2 separate regions of the Pan troglodytes genome follow, and region 2 is linked to region 1. The links are chromatin contacts, called in public HiChIP or PLAC-seq maps. All regions are on one chromosome and are shown on one strand. Each heading gives the region's core, a stretch centred on a gene start, on an enhancer-like site or on the middle of the called end of the contact. The rest is flanking DNA. Distances are from core to core; before and after follow the strand shown. Region 1 holds the start of PHTF1 (putative homeodomain transcription factor 1). Region 2 holds the start of DCLRE1B (DNA cross-link repair 1B).

What was found. HiChIP or PLAC-seq counts read pairs in DNA pulled down with a chosen protein or histone mark.
Region 2: a contact with region 1 is called in an H3K4me3 HiChIP or PLAC-seq map of stem cell-derived excitatory neurons, with 2.7 times the contacts expected there. The contact joins the promoter of DCLRE1B here to the promoter of PHTF1 in region 1. A contact is called at or near these places in 1 of 7 Hi-C or Micro-C datasets (stem cell-derived neural progenitor cells) and 1 of 1 datasets of contacts at active chromatin or transcription factors (stem cell-derived excitatory neurons).

What each region holds. Positions count from the first base shown.
Region 1 is chr1:110,984,839-110,989,483 of NHGRI_mPanTro3-v2.0_pri, reverse strand. PHTF1 (putative homeodomain transcription factor 1) reads left to right here and starts at 1,391. Exons shown (of 19, transcript XR_010158683.1): 1 at 1,391-2,327; 2 at 2,617-2,691; 3 at 3,604-3,660. It overlaps LOC112205003 (a long non-coding RNA gene), which reads right to left and starts at 1,747. Exons shown (of 3, transcript XR_008540242.2): 1 at 1,610-1,747; 2 at 293-500.
Region 2 is chr1:111,130,360-111,134,824 of NHGRI_mPanTro3-v2.0_pri, reverse strand. DCLRE1B (DNA cross-link repair 1B) reads right to left here and starts at 1,813. Exons shown (of 4, transcript XM_524804.9): 1 at 1,112-1,813. The coding sequence starts at 1,300. It overlaps AP4B1 (adaptor related protein complex 4 subunit beta 1), which reads left to right and starts at 1,711. Exons shown (of 10, transcript XM_003949513.3): 1 at 1,711-1,945; 2 at 2,094-2,282. The coding sequence starts at 2,170.

The DNA.
Region 1 (4,645 bases), core at 142-2,641:
TAGGAAAGGAAAAGAAAGGGACTTCACATTTTTTGAGTAACTGCCATGGGCCAGGCAGTTTATATGAGGGTTTCTCATTTAATCCTCACATCCTTAAGAAGGTGACTATCTCCATAATACAGGTGAGAAAACAGGCTTGTTAGTTGAATAAATTGCTTAAGATCACAGATTATTGGTTGGGAGCAAGGATTCAGACCTTGTTCGCTGGTAGCCGCAGGAAGCACTGAATAGTTTCCAACAGGGCACCTGAAAAATGGTTTGCTACTTACCACTATTCTCTAATACTTCTTACCTGATTCAGTTCCTCCAGACACTCCCTGAAAATCTTCTGTGTGCCAAACAGTGAAGTAAAGTACTTTTGCTATTAATGTAATTGAGGTTAAATATTTACGTGTGCAAAATTCGACGTTTTTCACTTGTCATTTATCTCTTTTTTCAAGTTGGCCATTTGTCTTGAAGCTCAACAGAATTGTAATGTTTAGCACTAAGGAAAGGAAAAGCTGTCAAGGAGCAAAAGCAGAAGGAAACCACTGCCAATGTGTGCAACATAAAAATAAGGGTAAAATAATTTTTACTTTGAGACAGGTCTCTGTTGCCTAGGCCGAAGTGCAGTGGTGCAATCATAGCTCACTACAGCCTCGAACTCGTGGACTCAGACGATCCTCCCGCCTCAGTCTTCGAAGTAGCTGGGACTACAGGTGCGCGCCACCACCCCCGGCTAATTTTTTTTTTTAAGAGACGGGGTCTGGCCATGTTGCTAAGGCTGGTCTCAAACTCCTGTGCTCAAGCTACATTTCCGCCTCAGGCCTCCCAAAGCGCCCAGATTGCAGGCGTGAGCCACTGCGCCCAGGCTGGGTGAAGTAATTTGTAAAACTTAGTCCTGTGGGAGTTATTTTAGCTTAGTCGATTTTCCTCATCCGTGAAATGGGATAACTTCCACCTGGTGCCCACTCAATAGATAAGAAGAAATAATGTCTGCAAAACATTGAGTACAGCGCCTCTTAGGCTTTCTTAAGTGAAGCTATCATCTGTCATTAGCTTTCTCTGACCCAGATGCTACACGCTGTGGGCTAGCAAGAACACGGCTTCAAATAAGGTGGGGAGAATGGCTGTAAGGGGACAGTGTTCCATTAATGGCCCCCCCCAAAAAAAAAGCAGCCTAAAAATCCTTTTAACGTATCCTTAAATATTCACTTGAGGGTTCAACCTTTCTTTCCTTTCTCCTGACCTCTATCGGCCCTAATTAACCTGTTCCTGCCGCCACCTAACTTTACCCTAATTTGGAAAAAGCTGTGACTGCCCAATACTTGTTCCTGTTTTCCCCCTACACCTTTGAGCACTAGAAATCTCCAGACCCAGAGCTGCTGAGGGGCGGGAGAGGAAGGGAGTCACTAAGCCGCAGCCTGGCCCTTCCTCCCAGGGCAGCGTAAATTCACGCAAACATTGATTCGTTCGCTCAACAAACATTGGGAACCTAAGCGCCAGGCTTGTGCCAGGCCCCAGTCTCTGACCTCATGGAGCCCACAGCCCACTGGGGAACAGAGATTAAGCCATGAAACACGAAAATGAGTGCCACAAAGACGTGAGCTACTAGAGTATCAGGACCGACCTCCTTTAGACCGCTGGATGGGAGAGTCGTTTGTGAGGAAGTGACTTTTAAGCTGAGGCCTGAAGGGTGATCGGAGGGAGCTGCTCTTGGCCATCGATCGCCGCGCGACTCCCCAGGCCCTCGGACCCGGAGCCTGGACCGAGGCTGGGCGGGAAGGCCCCGGGCCAGGGGCGGAGCCACCTCGGCGGCGAAGGCCGGAAAGCGGAAGCCGAAGGCTGCTGCCCGGTGGTCGGCTGAGCGGCTCTAGCCCAGATCTCAGACGGCTGAGTCACTGCATCCCGGCGCGGCCCGCAGAAGACGAGCGCCGCCGCCGCCTCCTCCTCCTGGGCTCCCGGGCTCTCGGGGTCCGGGGCCTTTGCACCTGTCTTTTCCAGCTGGGCACAAAGCCTTTTGCTGTCGCCGTGGCGACTGGAGGCCTTCACTTTTAATCCCCCTCATTTTCCAGTTCATTCTCTGCTTATTTTCTGGTCAGTCCGTGACCCTGTAGGCGGCCTCGGACCGGCGATCGATTTGCCGCCCTCAGGGCGCTGGGCGGCCGGCTGCCTCCGAAGCTGGGGCGGCCTCCGCGGTCTCCATGGTAACGGCCTCTCCGGCGTCTCCGCCTAGAGGGGAAGATGCGGCCTGCCTGGCCCGCCGCCTCGCCCCCGGCCTCACGGTGGGACCCCGGGCACTGAGGACGAAGGTCCCGGGCGCCGGCCCGCGGGGCAACGGGCACTAGGTGAGAGCCGGACGCCGGCGAGCGAAGGAGGCGGGTGCCGGGCGACTCCAGCGGCGGCCCCTGCCCCTCCCCCGCACCCACGAACACGCTCGCCCGATATATTGCAGAGGCTTCTCCGGTCGCCGCTGCGCCAGTTTTTTTTTGTTTGTTTGTTGTGTTTTCCCTGGCAAACAGCTGGAGAAAGAGCAGCTCATGGAGAGGCTGAGAGAAGCGGTTTTCGCGTCCTACCCAAACTGGGAGAGTAACCTTCAGCAGCTGGACTCACCGATTGGTTTTCCTTCATTTTCAGTGAAATCCCATTTTCTGGCTGGAGACACAGATGGCCTCAAATGAGAGAGATGCTATATCGTGGTACCAAAAGAAGGTAATATATATATATATATATATATATATATATTTTATTTGTAAAGCATTCTTCCTGCAAAAAGCTCCCACAAATAATATAATGTTACTTTCCCCCGAGTTTAGTAGTGCCAGGTGTTCATGTATACTTCAACATAAATGAAAAAAAAAAAAAAGATGTACAAGGTCATTATGTCTTTTAAACCCGGTTCCAGGTCCCAGAATAAGGTTTACAAGCCACCTCCTTCAGGCTGCATACACAATGCCACCGCAATGCTTTGAAAGTTTGCTTCTGATCAAACTGCTTAAAAACAAAAAAGACATGAAACCTGTATCTGCACAGCTCAGATTGATACTATCAACAATCTTATTGAGCTGTTCCTTATCTTTTATTCCTCTCTAGTTTTTCTAGTGCTCTTTTCCTTAAGAAGTGGATTTTTTTTTTTTTTTTTTTTTTTGAGACGGAGTTTCGCTTTTCTTGCCCAGGCTGGAGGGCAATGGCGCGACCTCGGCTCACTGCAAGCTCCGCCTCCCGGGCTCAGCCTCTGGAGTAGCTGGGATCACAGGCGCCCACCACCACGCCTGGCTAATTTTTTGTATTTTTAGTAGAGACGGGGTTTCACCATGTTGGTCAGGCTGGTCTCAAACTACAGGCGTGAGCCACCATGCCCGCCCAAGAAGTGGAAATATCTTTTAAGGTAATATTAATTTGAAATATTTTGGGCATTGCTTTTGAACTTACTTTTAGGTCAAGCTATTTTAGATTTTTGAAGGAAACAGTCCTTCGAAGTATTGATTTATTCTAACTCTTGAGAAGCATATTTTCCACATAGCATATTGATACTTAATAGGCTCATGACTTTTATGAGGCTTGACTTAATAATGTAAGGATTTCCTTTGCATCGTTTAACTAATAGACTACTCCCTCTTTCAGATTGGAGCCTACGATCAGCAGATATGGGAAAAGTCAATCGAACAGACTCAGATTAAGGTAAATTGGTTTCTTTGTTTCCGCCTATGTTTCACTGCATTAATATGAAGAGTGGAATTGTACTTACCTGGTAAACTCTGCATTTAACTACCAGTATGGCGTTCTTTAATCTTTGAAGGTTATAAGAAAAGCAGTGCAAGCATAATGAGAAGTGACACTTGATTTTTGGCCTCACTATCAGGAAAACAGAAAGGAGTGAGTTGTTCTATGATGAATTAGAGAGCAAATGTCCCATATAAATAGGGCTGGGGTTACTTAGCTCTGGCTAGTTTTTACCACTTGGCAGTGCAGGTCCAAATATTGCCAGAGTTTCAGATTTTTCAAGAGAAGCTGGAAATACACATTTTTATATGAAATATATTGTGCATTTTGTGTCGGATTTTTAAGAGACTCTTCCTTCTCTTCCTCCTCCTCCTCTGCAAGCCAAATAAAATCCATTTGTGGCCTGAATCCAGCCTATGGTCCCCCATTTTATTCAATCACTGGCTTAGAGTATGTGTTTTTATTTGTTTTTTTGTTTTGTTTTGTTTTTGAGACAGAGTCTCACTCTGTCGTCCAGGCTGGAGTGCAGTGGCGTGATCTTGGCCCACTGCAAGCTCTGCCTCCTGGGTTCAAGCCATTTTCCTGCCTCAACCTCCAGAGTAGCTGGGACCACAGGCGCCCGCCACCACGCCCGGCTAATTTTTTGTATTTTTAGTAGAGACGGGGTTTCACTGTGTTAGCCAGGATGGTCTTGATCTCCTGACCTTGTGATCTGCCCACCTCCGACTCCCAAAGTGCTGGGATTACAGGCGTGAGCCACCGCGCCCGGCCTAGAGTATGGTTTTAAGTTTTTCAGGTTCTTAAACTTTTTTCTACACAGCTCTTAGAACTGAGAGGATTCTTATTTTATACTAACCAAGTGACCAAAAACTGTTATATAATTCAGAATGCCAGTTTATTAACTTATAATAGGGGAGGAGAGGCTTAAATTATCTTCTGATAT
Region 2 (4,465 bases), core at 564-3,063, 140 kb before region 1:
CCACCAGGAGCAGAAGCTGTAATGGGGATTCCCAAGCAATCTGCCCTTCCTCCTTCCACTTCCCATCCCACCCTTTGTACAATTTAAGAGTTCAGCTGGCCGGGCGTGGTGGCTCATGCCTGTAATCCCAGCACTTTGGGAGGCTGAGGCGGGTGGATCACGAGGTCAGGAGATCGAGACCATCCTGGCTAACACGGTGAAATCCCGTCTCTACTAAAAAATAGAAAAAAAATTAGCTGGGCGTGGTGGCGGGCGCCTGTAGTCCCAGCTACTCGGGAGGCTGAGGCAGGAGAATGGTGTGAACCCGGGAGGCGGAGCTTGCAGTGAGCCGAGTTTGCGCCACTGCACTCCAGCCTGGGCGACAGAGCGAGACTCCATCTCAAAAAAAAAAAAAAAAGAGTTCAGCAAACAGTCTAGTCAGCAATTCCCAAACTTACTCCTGATCTTAATCTCTTGGAGACTTAAGGGTGGGGTGGGGAGAGAGCTGGAGAACCACCCAGCACATTAGGTGGATTCTTAAGATGAGGCAAGTTTAGGCGGGGCGTGGTGGCTCACGCTTGTAATCCCAGCACTTGGGGAGGCTGAGGCGGGCGGATCACTTAAGGTCAGGAGTTAGAGAACAGCCTGGCCAACATGGTGAAACCCCGTCTCCACAAAAAATACAAAAAATTTGCTGGGCGTGGTGGCGTGCGCCTGTAATCTCAGCTACTCAGGAGGCCGAGACAGGAGAATCGCTTGAACCCGGGAGGCGGAGGCTGCAGTGAGCCGAGATTGCGCCACTGCACTCCAGCCTGGGCAACAGAGCGAGACTCCGTCTCAAAAAAAAAAAAAAAAAAAAAAGGCAAGTTTGGGAAACATCGGCCTAGCTTACGTATAAAGGTAGGAATAGTTTCCTTGGCTGGATTAAAATATTTCCTCAACTTTTGGCTAACTATCTCAAGTTGGTCACTTCGAAAACACGTTCCTATTCTGGGTTAAAGATGCATTTTTGGGTTCAAACAACTTCCAAATCAGTTTTCGTGGCCCCCATTCTATGACTCCAAGAATGACAGGTTGAAGGCCCAACCCAGATGCCTGGACCAGCTCTCGGAGACCGACTCCAGCCCCATACCTGTAGGTGACGATGCAAGAGGTGGGCTGTAATTGGGGAGCAGTAGAGGGGCCGGGCCCAGGTGCTAGACAGGCCCACGGTGTGGTCCGAGTGCATGTGAGACAAGAAGAAGAGACGTGCGGTGCCAGCCCGGCGCAGGCTCCAGAAGTCCACTGCGATGGGCGTATGGGGGATCAGGACCCCATTCATGGTGGTAGGGTTGGAGTCACCAGTGGGATCTTCTCCACGGGGGCAGGGCTCCTGCGTGAGGCTTCCACAACGGCGTCCCGATAAAAGTCATGCTGGGGCAAGAACAGGGCCAGAGACCCTAAGGGAAAGAGCCCAGCAGAGCAATAAGTTACCAGAGTGGGCAGAAAAAGGAAGTCACCCTGCCCGCTGGAGCCCAAATCGCGGAGGGCGCTGGACACTCCCAACCGCGCGGGAGCGGAGGCCGAGCCGGGCACTCAAAGCGCGCGCTGCAGGGAGGAGACAGGCCAAAGTAGCCGATTTCCGATTGCCCGCCGCAGCTCCACCAGAGGGAGCCGCGTAGCTGCGCCTGGAGAGTGAGAGGTTGGGGGAAGGGCATCCTAAGGTCGGAGTCGGGACTACGCTTAGCGCTCGCTCGCGGGGAGACCGGCAGCGCGCTTCTGTTTGGTCTCTTGACAAGGGGGCGGGACTTCCGCAGAAAGCAAGATTGGGCCTATCCGCGATGAGAACGGCGTGGAGGCGCAATTAAGGCTGGAACTGGAGAGGGAGGGGTCTGCGGTCAGTCGGTCGCGGCGCTGGAAATCCGGCGGAGGACCTAGAAGTAGCGGGAGCGATCTGTGGGCGGGGCGAACGGCCTGCCGGCCGACGGTAGGGCCTGAAGAGCCTAGGGTGGGGCTCGCGGTGTCGCGGAGGGCGTGGAAGTGTGTCAGGGCCAGCGTGCCGGTCCTACGGAAGCCGAGCCTGAGGCGAGATCTCGCCTTTTGTATTTTCACTGACTCATATTTTCTTTACTCAGGCTCCCACATCAGGACGAGAAGGAGCCCTCGAGTTACCGTGGGAGCTGTGGGAGCTGCCCTGTGACTCTTAGGAAGATGCCGTACCTTGGCTCCGAGGACGTGGTGAAGGAGCTGAAGAAGGCTCTGTGCAATCCTCACATTCAAGCTGATAGGCTGCGCTACCGGAATGTCATCCAGCGAGTGATTAGGTATCACCTAACCCCCTTCGCGTGCTAACTGCTCCCTTTGCAATCCCCATCAGGGCTCACTAGCCCCAGTCTCTCTGAAAGGGTAAATTAGCTTTCACACGTGGCAGTTATATGGTTCGGTCTTCGTCCTGCTGCTTTGGAGTACCATGTCAGTCTCCCCTCTGCAGCATCTTTTACTCAGCTGGGTAGTTTCCTCCATATCACGGGCTTGAGCAATTACTGGTGACTCCTGGATCTATAATATAGCTAGTACAGACTTCCTTTTTTAGCTTCAGACCCACGTATCCCACTGCCTGCTTGGCATTTCCACGTGCATGGTTTATCAAAAGTATGTCCGAAATAGCCCGGACATTCTTCCGTCTTCCTCAAACCTGTTCAGCTTACATTTGTGTTGATGAATGCCACCAGCAGCCGACTATGCGTGGGAGCCAACCTTGAGGACACCTGATCTCTCACTTCTTATGTCAGATGGTTTGAATTCATAATTCTAAATATCCATCCTCTCTTGTTTATTAGCATTGTTGTTCTGGTCCAGGCCTTCATCAACAAAGCAATTGCAGCAGCTTACTAGTAGGCCACTTTGCCTCATTTGAGACAGAATTTTTCCATTATACATACCTGAACACATAACTCTTGCCTACAGCTATGGTTCACAAACTTTACTATGCATAAAAATCCCTTGGGGTGCTTTTTGTCATCCAGTCCAGGGACTGATTCTGATTTCAGTAGGGTGGGAGGGAACCCAGGAATCTGTATTTTTAATAAACATTTCAGTTGATTCCAGTAGGAGACCAGTCTGAGAAACAATAAAGTCCAAACTTATCACAGCACCCAAGGAACAAGCTGTTAATTCAACTACCTACAGACTCTTAAAAAAATGTATGCCGCTCCTGCTCATGTCTACGTACCTCATAGCATGTATCTTTACCTTGCTATTACATCTGCCTAGTGAGCTCCTGCTCATTCAGCTAAAGTATTACTTCCTCTGTGAAGAAACATTTTCTGACTTCCTGCCAGTGTCAGACCTCTGAATCCCCTCTACACCTTGTACAATACTTCTGTTTAAGTACTTATCCATCATACTGTAATTAACGGTATTCTCATCTGGCTCATTAATAGATTTGAAGTTCCTAGAGGTTTGAGACCACACCTTCTTCAAGATTATGTCCCAAGAGCATGTCCCTGGATGTAAAAGTTGAATTTCACCAAAGTACTAGGGATTCAATAAGTGTTTGTTGAGGCTGGGTGCGGTGGCTCACGCTGGTAATCCCAGCACTTTGGGAGGCCAAGGCGGGTGGATCACCTGCAGTCAGGAGTTCGAGACCAGCCTGGCCAACATGGAGAAACCCCGTCTCTACTAAAAATACAAAAATTAGCCGGGCGTGGTGGCGCGCACCTGTAGTCCCAGCTACTCGGGAGGCTGAGGCAGGAGAATCGCTTGAACCTGGGAAGCGGAGCTTATAATGAGCCGAGATTGTGCCACTGCACTCTAGCCTGGGTAACAGAGCAAGACTCTGTCTCAAAAATAATAATAAGTGTTTGTTGAATGAATAGAAGAATAATGTTTATTGTAGGCCTATGGTATGAAGTATTGTGTGATATAATAGACAAGGTAATCCTGGCTGCTACCCTCTAAGAGATCACAATCTAGTTGGGTAATCAGGAGATATGTAAGTAAAACTCCCTCCATTGTAAGTTGGGGATTTTGCATTTTACTTCCTTCTGTCATGTGCGTTGTTCAGGTACATGACTCAAGGCTTGGACATGTCTGGTGTTTTTATGGAAATGGTGAAGGCCAGTGCCACTGTAGATATTGTCCAGAAGAAGTTGGTTTATCTGTACATGTGCACATATGCTCCCCTGAAACCAGATCTGGCTCTCCTGGCCATCAATACGCTGTGCAAAGACTGCTCAGACCCCAATCCAATGGTGCGAGGGCTGGCATTACGGAGCATGTGTAGCCTCAGGTGAGTACCCTCTTCTCTGTCTGGTCCTAAATGGCTGATGAATTCAAGTGATCACAGGGTACGTTTTTAAAGAGGATAATTTATTTGAGCTCCTTAATACTGGGGAAAACATTATTGTACCCTGAACTCAGATTTTCAGCCACTGCTTTGGCTTAATAACCTGTATCATATAATTTTATTAGAGGGAGTTTTTGATTCTCACTCTAAGTAAAATAG